Regions from separate parts of the Gossypium hirsutum genome. Here region 2 is linked to region 1. Evidence: chromatin contacts called from public Hi-C data. All regions are on one chromosome and are shown on one strand. The core of a region is the stretch at or near the end of the contact, and the rest is flanking DNA. Distances in the headings are between cores, read along the strand shown.

Region 1 (5,574 bases), core at 1,173-3,672:
TGACTCAAATTCTTCATGAGATTGAAAAATATCAGGCAAAATGAAATTTAACAATGACCATAGCTCTGCCAAATTGTTCTGCAGAGGTGTTCCAGTTAAGAGGAGCTTATTGCCAGCACGTAAGTGTTTCAATTCTTTCACTAATTTGCATTGGAAGTTTTTCAATCTGTGCCCCTATAAGAAAAAGGATAACAGTTTGAATGGATCATTTGCGCATCCACAAGTTTCAAGTTTTCACATATATAGAAGTAAAGCCAGAAGGGTTAGCCAGGCTATAGACAATCTGGGATAAAATACTACTAACCTCATCAACCACAACATATTTCCACTCATAATGCCTCAAAAATTTCTTTGCATCACTCATTGCCATCTCATAAGAAGTAACAACTATTGGAAAACTGGGGCCAATTACTTTAGGCATGTGCTTCCTACGAATCTCATCCCTTTCTTTCTGAGTTCCATGATAAATAATGGCATTAATTGAGGGCGTAAACCTATTTAACAATAAGAGGAGAAAGAATAATTAAAAGATGAAATTTGATTTTATGCTTGTATACATGAAAAATAACAACTGATTTTACCTTGCAATCTCATTCATCCAATTAGAAAGAGTCGACAAAGGAGCAATAATCAAATAAGGCCCATCCATCCCATTTCCTTTCAAATGTGCAAGAAAAGCAATCGTTTGAATTGTCTTTCCAAGACCCATCTGATCTGCAAGGATCCCATTTAGCCCATTTTGCCATAAGGAGATCAACCATTTTACACCTTTAAGCTGATAAGACTTCAATTTTCCACCAGTCAACAATGGTACAAGTTCTCCCTGCTCCTTCTCATTTTTTTCCTCCTCAGCCAAGTTTTCATCTTCAACGTTCTCAGTCTCTCCCTCTTTAGACCTTGTAAGCATTGCTGCAACTGCCCTCTTGACCTTCCTCTGGAAAAAAAAGAAAGGAAATCACATAATAGTGGCTTAATACCACTCAAGGTTTCAATTTAAATTACAAGGATCTCAATGTTACCAGTGAATCAGAAACATACAACCTGCATACTTACAATGTTCTCAAATGAACTATTGGCATACAAGAACTATTGAGTTAAACCAAAATTGTTACAGAGGGAACAGGAGAACTGAATATTTTGCATACGTAGCAAGCCAAGCAATAACAGAAGAAGACGAAGGAATAAACACAACTAATTTTGTGATAGTACGTATATGATATGTAGGCATTCCATGTTGACAGGGTAAATAAAGCAGAAAGAATACATTGTTGTACTGGTTAGCAGCTCTTCTTTTTGAACCTCGACCTCTCTTTGTCTGAGCAGCTTCAGGCTTAGGTACACTCTACCAATATTATAACAGATGATCAGAAAAAACCAGACCAATTAAAATAGTAAAAGTGTACCCAAAAGAAAGGTGAGAGCGGAATACAAATGTTATGTCCTCCATCTTTTCAAGCAAAAACTCTGAGTACATCTGGGTTTGGGTCAAAAGCTCATCCAATCTAGTAAACTGAGTATCATTCAAGTGCACTGACTCTTCAGGCTCCCCTTGTTTTATCTCCTCTTTCAACCGAGCTTCCCTTAGCTTCTCTTCTTCCTCGACCATAGCCTCTGATAAAAGAGAAGTATCTCCATTTTTGGCGTCTAGAACTGATTCCTCCTCCAACTTAGTGATTTCCTCTTTGCACTTCTCCTACATTTTTGTAAGAATAAAAAAAATATTATATAAAAACAAAAAGTAACACTTTTCAATCCTCAAAAACCTACAAATGACCTAAAAGTGTGTTTTAATACATAATAGAAGATCATATTTGAAACTTTCTATCTTCCTTTCAACTTTCTTAGCTTACATTTTTCTTCACTTTCTCAACGACTAAACATAAGCAGTGAAAAAACACTAAAACCTTTCAAACCACAAGGAACCAAAACCCTACCGAGAACAAAAAAGAAGAGATAAAGTATATCCAAACAAACCTCATCTTCGAGAACCGAAGTCGGTGATTCAGCAGAAACGCCATTTCCCTTTCCATTCTCAGCCCTCATTTCCAAACCCTAAATGTCCTTACACCAAAAACAAAAAAAAATCAATAAAATGAATATAAAAAAGGAAATAATCAAATTCTAAGAGATTAAAACATATGAGACTAAAGCTTTAGTTTCAACCAAATACAGAAACCAGCCTAGGGTTTTGAATCGTCGAAAGCGAAGAAACGCCACTCCAACAAGTAAAAGCACAAAATGTATAACAAAGAACTCAAAATACAGTGAAAGAGCTTCCACTCTCAGCGAGATACCAGAGAGAATCGAAAGTCGGAAACGTCGAAAAGGAAAAGCGAGCAGAGTAGAGTGGAGCAGAGCAGAGCGTAAATGAGAGTGAAATTTATTTCGACACGAGTGGAGCACTAAAATTAAACATTAATTATTTTTATTTATTTTCTAATTGACTGTCTTGGTAGGTTTGGGCGGGAAAATGAAAGTTTGAGAAATGCCCCTAACTTGTGCCATAAATAACACACTGGACTGAAATCTGTTTCTCATTCTTGGAAGGGTATTTTAGTCAATGTAAAATTCTTCTGGGCCTAGAATATGTGGCCTTTACTGGTAGGTTATGGGTTCCCAAAATTGGGGCATGCTTTGTGCCTTCCACTATGATTTCCTTTTTCCTTTTTTAGACTTTCGAGGAACGGTGTGGGACTTCAACTTTCTAAATGATCTCTTTTTTTTTTTTAATTTAACTTTTCAAATTTTTTTATTTGATTAATAGTAATATTGTGTGTCTCGTTTGATAGTACATATATTTGGCTTTTTTTCTCCATATGATTTTATTGGTTTATGTTTATTTAGGTTAATAAGAACATAAATTGGAACATAACTACTATCCCACGGTGATACACCATACTCTTTTTTTGTATGGAGGTGGGGGTAAATTGGAACATCCTGATGAGGTAAATGAACCTTTACCTATTATAGTTGTTGAAATCTTGTGCTAGGAATATAAGAGTTGGAATTTAACTTCTATTGCAAGGTGGCTAAGGGAGCATGAGATTCTTGTTTACAATACGGATGAGCGGGATAGATTGGAGTGGCCTCGTAATACCTCTGGGGTTTATTTTGTCAAATCAGGCTATAAGGAGCTTAATAAATTTTGTAATAGTTCTACAACTAAACCATCTTGTTATTGATGTTAGCACGTGGAAGTTTATCAGGAACCTACAGGTGTCACGGGGCTAGATCTTTAGTCTCACGATCCGTGCAGTCTTAGGTGATTCATTCGTCCAAACTCTCCTAAGTCAGCCTTTACTCAAGTGAGGATTCCTTCAGAAGTCTTCCAAGGCACCAATTTGTATAGCGAAAGTGATTTATGCCAAAAGAAACAACAAAAGAACAATAGAAAGAATGCACAAGGTGTTTGAGTAAATGCTCTCAATATTCTCTTATTCACAAATAATAATGAAACAATGAATGGAGTGAGTACAAATGAGGGGAGGCTCTTTATTTATAGTTGAGCTCCCCCAAAACTGACTGTCAAGATTACAATAATCGACAGACGAAATTCATCCTATCACTTAAATCATGGGATTTACAAGATATATCATATCAAATCTAATATAATCTTTACAAGATATGATTCTATCAATCTTCTAAGATTAGTTACCAAAATAGCCTAAGTTGCCATATCTTCATTATCGAGCCAACCAAGCTTCAATTTGACAGGCTTCTCCAACAGGTTATCAAATCGGGCCAATTCTTACGAGCCAAATGATCCCCATCTACACAATAGACCTCTATTGGATGCATTTGGTGTGATGGTCACGGGTTTTGAACTGCGGCCCATGACACAGGTACCTAGCAAAATATACGTCTTTCTATGTGGAAGTTGTGTCATAATGTAATTTCTTGTGTTGTTAATCTTTGGACTAGGAAATGTCTTTAATAGCCCGATTTGTGCACAAATGGATTCAGGATTTTACTTTAATAAATCTGAACGATCTTCTTTTTAATGTGATATTTCATTCAAGAAATTGAGAAAATTCGGTCTCGCGTTCAAAAACTTGAGATTGAGAAGACTTGATATCTCGTTTAGGAGTTTGGGAAGATCTGATATTTGATTTTTCTTCATTAATAATAGAAGGTTGAGGAACTGATTGATCATTATTACTTTTTGAAATCCTTTTCTTGAAAAAAAGTTTGACCTTTTTGTTAACCATAATTTAATCGAAAAACATGAAGACATGTAATAATATATTAAACAACAACATATTAGGAAAAAAGAAAAATAATAAGTTAAATAAATAAAATAATAATAATTTATGCAAAAATGTTTACTAATAGGTCTTTTACGTAAGAAGAAGAAAAGAAGATAATTTGTATTTTTTTTTACTCTATGCTCTCAGCCTTGACATCAAACTCTTTTCTTTTTCTCTTGGCAGTGTCAACACCTTACCAGAGGAAGATAATTCATTAGCAAGACATATAAATCAAAATAAAAGAAGTCACTAACATAATATGTATGGAGGAAAAACCAAATCAATTAATTCTGGAATTTAGCTTCAAAGTCCATATTGGGCCCCTAAGTTTAGTCTTTCAAGGCCCATTGATGGGCATCGAAACCACCAAATATAATTTTCTACAATAAAATATCAGTAATAGCAGTATAGAGCTGTAAGGTTGAATCTATAGGGACTAGCTATCTAATTTGGCCTTTTTCCGTGATCAGATTTATTGTCACAGTCACAGTCGTGCCCATGAGCTGTGCGTAGTAATGCTAAAAAAATAAAAATGGGAGTTTAAATTGATAAAGATAATAAAATAAGGAAATACAAAGTGTAATAAAATAAAATAAAAACAAAATGAAAATTTCAAAAATAAATTTAAGCAAATAAATTAAATTGGTAAATAAAATATTTTTAAGCTTAGCCTTAGCCACGGTGTACTCCAATCTTGAATCAATCCTTGAAATGGATTTTCCCTTCTAAGCGATAAACTGGTTATAGGTGTAACATCTCGGATTAGGGCCTAGTCAGAATAGTGGTTTCGAGACCACAAATTTAACGTAAGAAAATTTATTTTTATTATTTTTCATGGTCTATGATTTCACGGAATGACTTCATGAAAATTTCATTCGAAAATTTCGTTCGAAAATTTCGACGAATGGGCACTCAATTTGGTCAAAAGGACTAAATTGTAAAAAGTGCAAAAGTTGAGTTCTACATATTAAAGGTGTCAAATTGTTATGAAATTTTAAATGGGAGGTCCTTAAATGGTAATTTGACCATTATTTAATTGTTGGACAAAAATAGACATGAAATGAGTGTAATAAAATATTTTTAAGTTAGGGGCATTTTGGTAAACTAATAATTAAAAGAATTAAAAAGCCAAAATAGCCAAAATTTGGTCATCTTCTCCATGTACCAGCCGAAACCCCCATGAAAGCCATGGTTAGGGTTTGGTTCAAGCTTCCAAGCTCATTTTGTAAGTGATCCCGAGCCCCGTTTTTAAAGTTCTTTACATTTTTGAAATTTTGGTAACATGCTCTAGCTATTTCTACCATTATTTTGAGCTAGGGTTTGTGTT
Region 2 (5,251 bases), core at 189-2,688, 150 kb after region 1:
ATACAGCTGGGTACGGAACCGGGGTACCATATGGAGGCATTAGAGGATGCTGAAAGATTATCAACAAAAACGAAAAAAGTAAGAACATATCTCTCATCAAATAAAGAACCAAAATATTGCGAAATCATGTTTTCATATCACCTGGCCTCCCCATATGTATGGATGCGGGGTTGGTGAAGCAACGGTTGAGGCAAATAATGGAGGAGTAGCTGCAGCACCATAATAAGCCTAAACAACAAGCAGAGTTGTAAGCTCAAATGGTTACTTACATAAATGAGATTAACAATTAGAAAGTATATAAAACCCCATGATTCAAGGGCATTAGTCCACTAACCTGCATTTGGGTCGACCAATCAGGATATGACACTGTTGTTGGCATTTCCTATAAGTACAAAGTAAATATGTCAGCACAAGTAACCCACACGTTAGCGATGAGAAGGCAAGAATGATACGTAAATAACCTGAGTTGAGGCAGTAGGTTTGGAAGGCTTGGCTGGTGTGCTCTCCTCTTCCGTTCCCATATCACACTTATGTAAACGTCTTAATTTCAAGAAATCAAGAATCAAATCCGTATGTCCTCGACCGCTTTTAGAAAGCACCTGCGACCCCGATGTGAAAACCATGCATCAGAAAGCAAAACCGAGCCTTGACAAAGTTTTTACGTTGATGAGCCAAAACATGATGCATAGAACATAAATACAAATAGAGTTCGGCATTGGCATGGTAAAGTTAAACCATTTCAAACAAGAACGATAGTACAACCAAACCGAGCTCACCAGTGTATGGTTCAGCACAAGACCTAACCTTTCCAAAGGAAAACCACATGGGTTCTTTCGATCCTCCATAAAACTAACTTAAAGAAAACAAAACATCTATTCTTGTCCTAACAAGTTAAGGAGACAAAGAAAACCATATTTGTAACTGATTTTGTGATATCGGAAACAAAGTAGAGTATCACAAAACAACTCTTCCATAACCGACAACCTTGAAATAATAATAATAATAATAATAAAACAAAGCAATTCTTCAATTCCCATAATTACCTTCCAGAAACAGTACAAGTTTCAACAATTCATATATTAGCCAAACATTTAGAAGGTGAGAAGAAACAGCAGAAATTGGCAGTATCCGTTTTAAAGTTTGTCAACATTTACCCCTCGTATTTCCAAAACAAAACGCATTAATTAATTCATTATTAGCACAAAGAATACGAGCTAATCTTAATATTCAGGCCTTAACCCGCAGGGATTGTGAGCAGTCAAAAAACATAAGCAAAGCTAAAATGAGAAAGAAAAAAAAAACTGGACATTAAAGTTCAGAGAAGAAAAAGAAATTAGCAAAAGTCCAACTACATAATAAAAAACTAAAGCATGAGATAAAAGATCTTGAAACTACAAAAAACTCAAATTTAATGAAGAAACACACACACACACACACACAGAGGGAAAAAAATAGCTTCTAAATGCTCTGAAATTACAAACAAAAACAAAATTAAGAAGAAAAAGAAAGAAAGGAAGACCTGTTTAAAGGCGTTGAAGGGGAAAGTGAAGTGGAAGGGAATTTATATAAATTTTTTCCCCCTTCTAGTATTTCCTTGATCAAAGGGTTGAAAATTGAGGATTAAAAAGAACAACATAAGTGAAAAATAAGAGAAGAAATTATTGTTTCTATAATTGGCGTTTGAAACAGTTTGGGAGGGTGAGAAACAAACTTGGGTAGTTGGTAGAGTTAAAAAGAAGTGATCCAGTGTGATGGTGTGCGTGGTAGCTGTAATGGGAAGAGTGAGTCGATGAGGAGGTAAGGAAATGGGGAAGAAAGAGAAGGGAAAGGTGTTAGGGTTTCGCGGGGGACACGTGCTAAGAAAGAGGAAGACAGGTGGGATGGTTTAAGTGGGTCAGGCTTATGACAAACCATTCAAATGGATGATTCATCAATTTCTACTGTGGAGTCAAAGAGTTTAAATATCCCAAGAGGATTTGCTAAATTTCCTGTCGAAACTATGTCGTTTTTTTTTCTTTCTTTTCTTTTGGTTGGGGGGTGATTTTGGCTATCGTTTCTCTTTTGTTACTATTTACGGTCACTATCCATTTCGGGCTTTGGGCTTGTGTGGCTTCCACGTCGTTCAAATATTATCCGTAAATGAGATTAGTGTGATAATTTTGGACAGATGAAAAATAATAACATTTATGACAAATAAAGGATGTCGAAGAATAGGGCCTAAGAATTGTCAATCTATAGAAAAACCGAGGTGGAAGTTTTAGGGTGATGTTTTAGTACAAGGTAACTAATGATGGATCTTGTGTCCCTTTTATCATAAACGAGGGATATTTATAGAAGAATTAAGAGTGAATCTCTTATAAAATGTTTGTTTTCTAACTTTGAACTTAGGTTAAGCTATGGTTTAGATATATTTCGATGAGACCATTTTCGAGTTTGGTATGCTTGGGATGTCAAAAAAATTAATGAGATTGGATTTAATCAAGGTTCATCTCTAAGGCTTACAATAAACAAGTGAGTTCATCAATTCTTATATTGTCAATGTCATTTGTTCCATCAATAATAGTCATTCACCTTTCTCACCAGCTTCAAAATTGAGTATTCTTTACTAAGGGCAAAAGATTAATTTTTTAAGATGTCACAAAGCTTTGCATAGAATTCAGATAAGGTCTCATTATCCTGTATTCTTAGAGTCTTAAATTTTACCGTCAACATCTGAAGTTTAGACTACTTCATAAAACTAGTCCCTTCATGAGCAATTTTGAAAATAGTCCAAGCTCTTCTAGTAGTTAAGCATTTAGAGATTCGTCCAAATTCTTGAGGATCAATTCAAATCCATAGAAATTTGCATTGAGGCCTTTGGAGTTCGCATTAGTCAATTTTTCTTTATCATTGGTCCAAGTTACTTCATATTTGGAAGTCTTCACACTAATTAAATCACTGGATAGTGGTTTCCAACCAGTCAAAATTGAGATCATTCTTACCTTCCAAGAGTCATAGTTTGTTCCGTCCAGCATGGTGGGTCTTAAGATTAATGATCATTTCATCTCAATTACAAATAAATGACATGATATCCACTTAATACATCAAGTGTTTAACTTTGATATCAATTGTGAATTCATTAAATTCGGATTTTAGGTTTCGTTCAGTTGTAACTTGACAAACTGTCTAATAGTTATAAAATAAGATATGGATACAAAAGTTTGGTTACATATTTCAAAAACTTCTTATACCTACGGGCCCTTGCTCAAAAAGTAATCAACTATAAATCAACAAGTGCAAGATGTGATTTAAGTTCAACTTACTTACAAAGTTGCAACCTCATCCTATACGCCAACCTAGATCACTCTCTCGGTAAGCCCTCCCTCCCTGAAAAATTAATTGTAAATTGATGAGAAAAATAGTTTACCTACACAAATACTGTAACACCTCATACCTGAGCCGATCGCCGGATCCAAGTTACAAGGTGTCATATTCATTTTCGGAGCAACTAAAATCAAATTTAAATGCAATTCACATCATTAGATAAACAAATACGAGTAATATAAGCAAGTGATATGATAAATAATTATTCTCAAGACTTATACGAACTTACGAAAGCTCTAATACTAAACCGATCAAATTAGGTTTTGGCCTCGTCGCGTCGTGACATATTGTTTTGGCCTTGTCGAGAAGACAAAGTCTCTCGTCGCATCGTGACATTATAGGTCATTTTCATCGCGATGAAATACGTTTAACGTCGCGACGTCACATACTATTTCTGCAATTCCTAATTGAACTTCATCCTGAAATTGTCCAACCAAGTTTCTAAACACATTCAAACATTAACCAGCCAATAAATGCAACTATATAGCATCAATTCTTGCATCTCAAAACCTTATAGAATATTAGGTCAATACCTTATCACCTGCAATCCATTTACCTAATGCAAGCCATTTAATCATTAACACACTTACCTATTTCACCAAGTTCATATTTAAATGTATGTAACATCTTATACCATTTCAAACTACCTTTAACTCCATTTCAAGCTATATAAATTTAACCAAATTCTAATGTTAACCATTTAAACCATAAGTGCAGATACATAGAACTTTATATCCCAAACTTGACTCAACCTAGGTACATGTCTTATAACCAACAAAAAATATTTATACAAATATTGTCGAGTCTGAGATCTTAACTAGATGTTGAAGTCAATGCTCAAGGTCTCATTTGGGACATAACTTGCGTATAGAAAAAAATAAATCGTACACTGAGCGATAGAACTCATTGGTATTTCTATAATTCAAATCAATATAAAATATATGTTACCCAAATTAAAATAATCAATTCAAATCTATTGCTCAACTAATTCGTATACCAAATTGTAATGTAGAATTAGTAATCAATTCATTTGGTTATTTCCTATCTTACTTTATAGCACCTATCTAACCATTTCCCATATATTACACTTCAAACATACTTGATCATTTCATATTACCATTTATGGAATATACTCATATATGTACATATTCATCAATTCATATATTCAATTCGATTTTATTGATTCAACCACTTTCGAGTCTATTGGCTCGTAAATACTTAGTTGGCCCCAGGGCTCTTTTTTAGCCAATTCACATGGTCTTTCACGTGCTATCGAATATCACAATCATATATGAGTAATTATACTAAATCAATTAATATTTCATTTTAATCTACCATATAACCTAGCCAAATCAATTTTTATATAATCCTATTGACTTTACTCAGATTTCAAGACGGATATACGAATTAACCAAACTGCATCTCAATCTGGCACTGTAATGCATTATCAGATAAACCAGAAGAAATACACTGGCACACACAGTGCATCGTCGGACAAGATGAAGTAATTATACTGGCACACATAGTACATCATTGGATAAACCGAAGCAATTATGTTGGCACGTAAATGCATCATTGGATGTACCGAAGAAAATATATCGACAAGTAAGTACATTATAAGATATACCGAAGCAATTATACTGGCACACATAGTGCATCATTGGACAAGTCAAATTAATTATATTAGCATACACAGTGCATCATTGGACAAGTTGAAGTAATTATACTGGCACTCATAGTGCATCATTGGATAAACCGAAGTATAAATTGTACATTTAATAGGTAACCAATTTCCAATTCCATTATAATTTCAATTCACATTCTATCAATCTCAATTTCATCATCAATTTACCATTCCAATACCGTATGTAACAAATTTCAACTCAAT

Evidence for each region. Hi-C and Micro-C count contacts between places; a contact is called where the count stands out from the background.
Region 2: a Hi-C map of leaf shows a contact between it and region 1, with 1.9 times the contacts expected there. The contact joins the promoter of LOC107926657 here to the promoter of LOC121211346 in region 1. A contact is called at or near these places in 3 of 34 Hi-C or Micro-C datasets (hypocotyl, leaf and seedling).

What each region holds. Positions count from the first base shown.
Region 1 is chrA12:15,882,440-15,888,013 of Gossypium_hirsutum_v2.1, forward strand. LOC121211346 (ATP-dependent DNA helicase DDM1) reads right to left here and starts at 2,423. Exons shown (of 16, transcript XM_041084081.1): 1 at 2,295-2,423; 2 at 1,975-2,061; 3 at 1,430-1,693; 4 at 1,265-1,342; 5 at 582-934; 6 at 305-494; 7 at 1-174. The coding sequence starts at 2,043.
Region 2 is chrA12:16,038,224-16,043,474 of Gossypium_hirsutum_v2.1, forward strand. LOC107926657 (G-box-binding factor 1) reads right to left here and starts at 1,439. Exons shown (of 12, transcript XM_041083899.1): 1 at 777-1,439; 2 at 462-599; 3 at 335-382; 4 at 142-228; 5 at 1-49. The coding sequence starts at 845.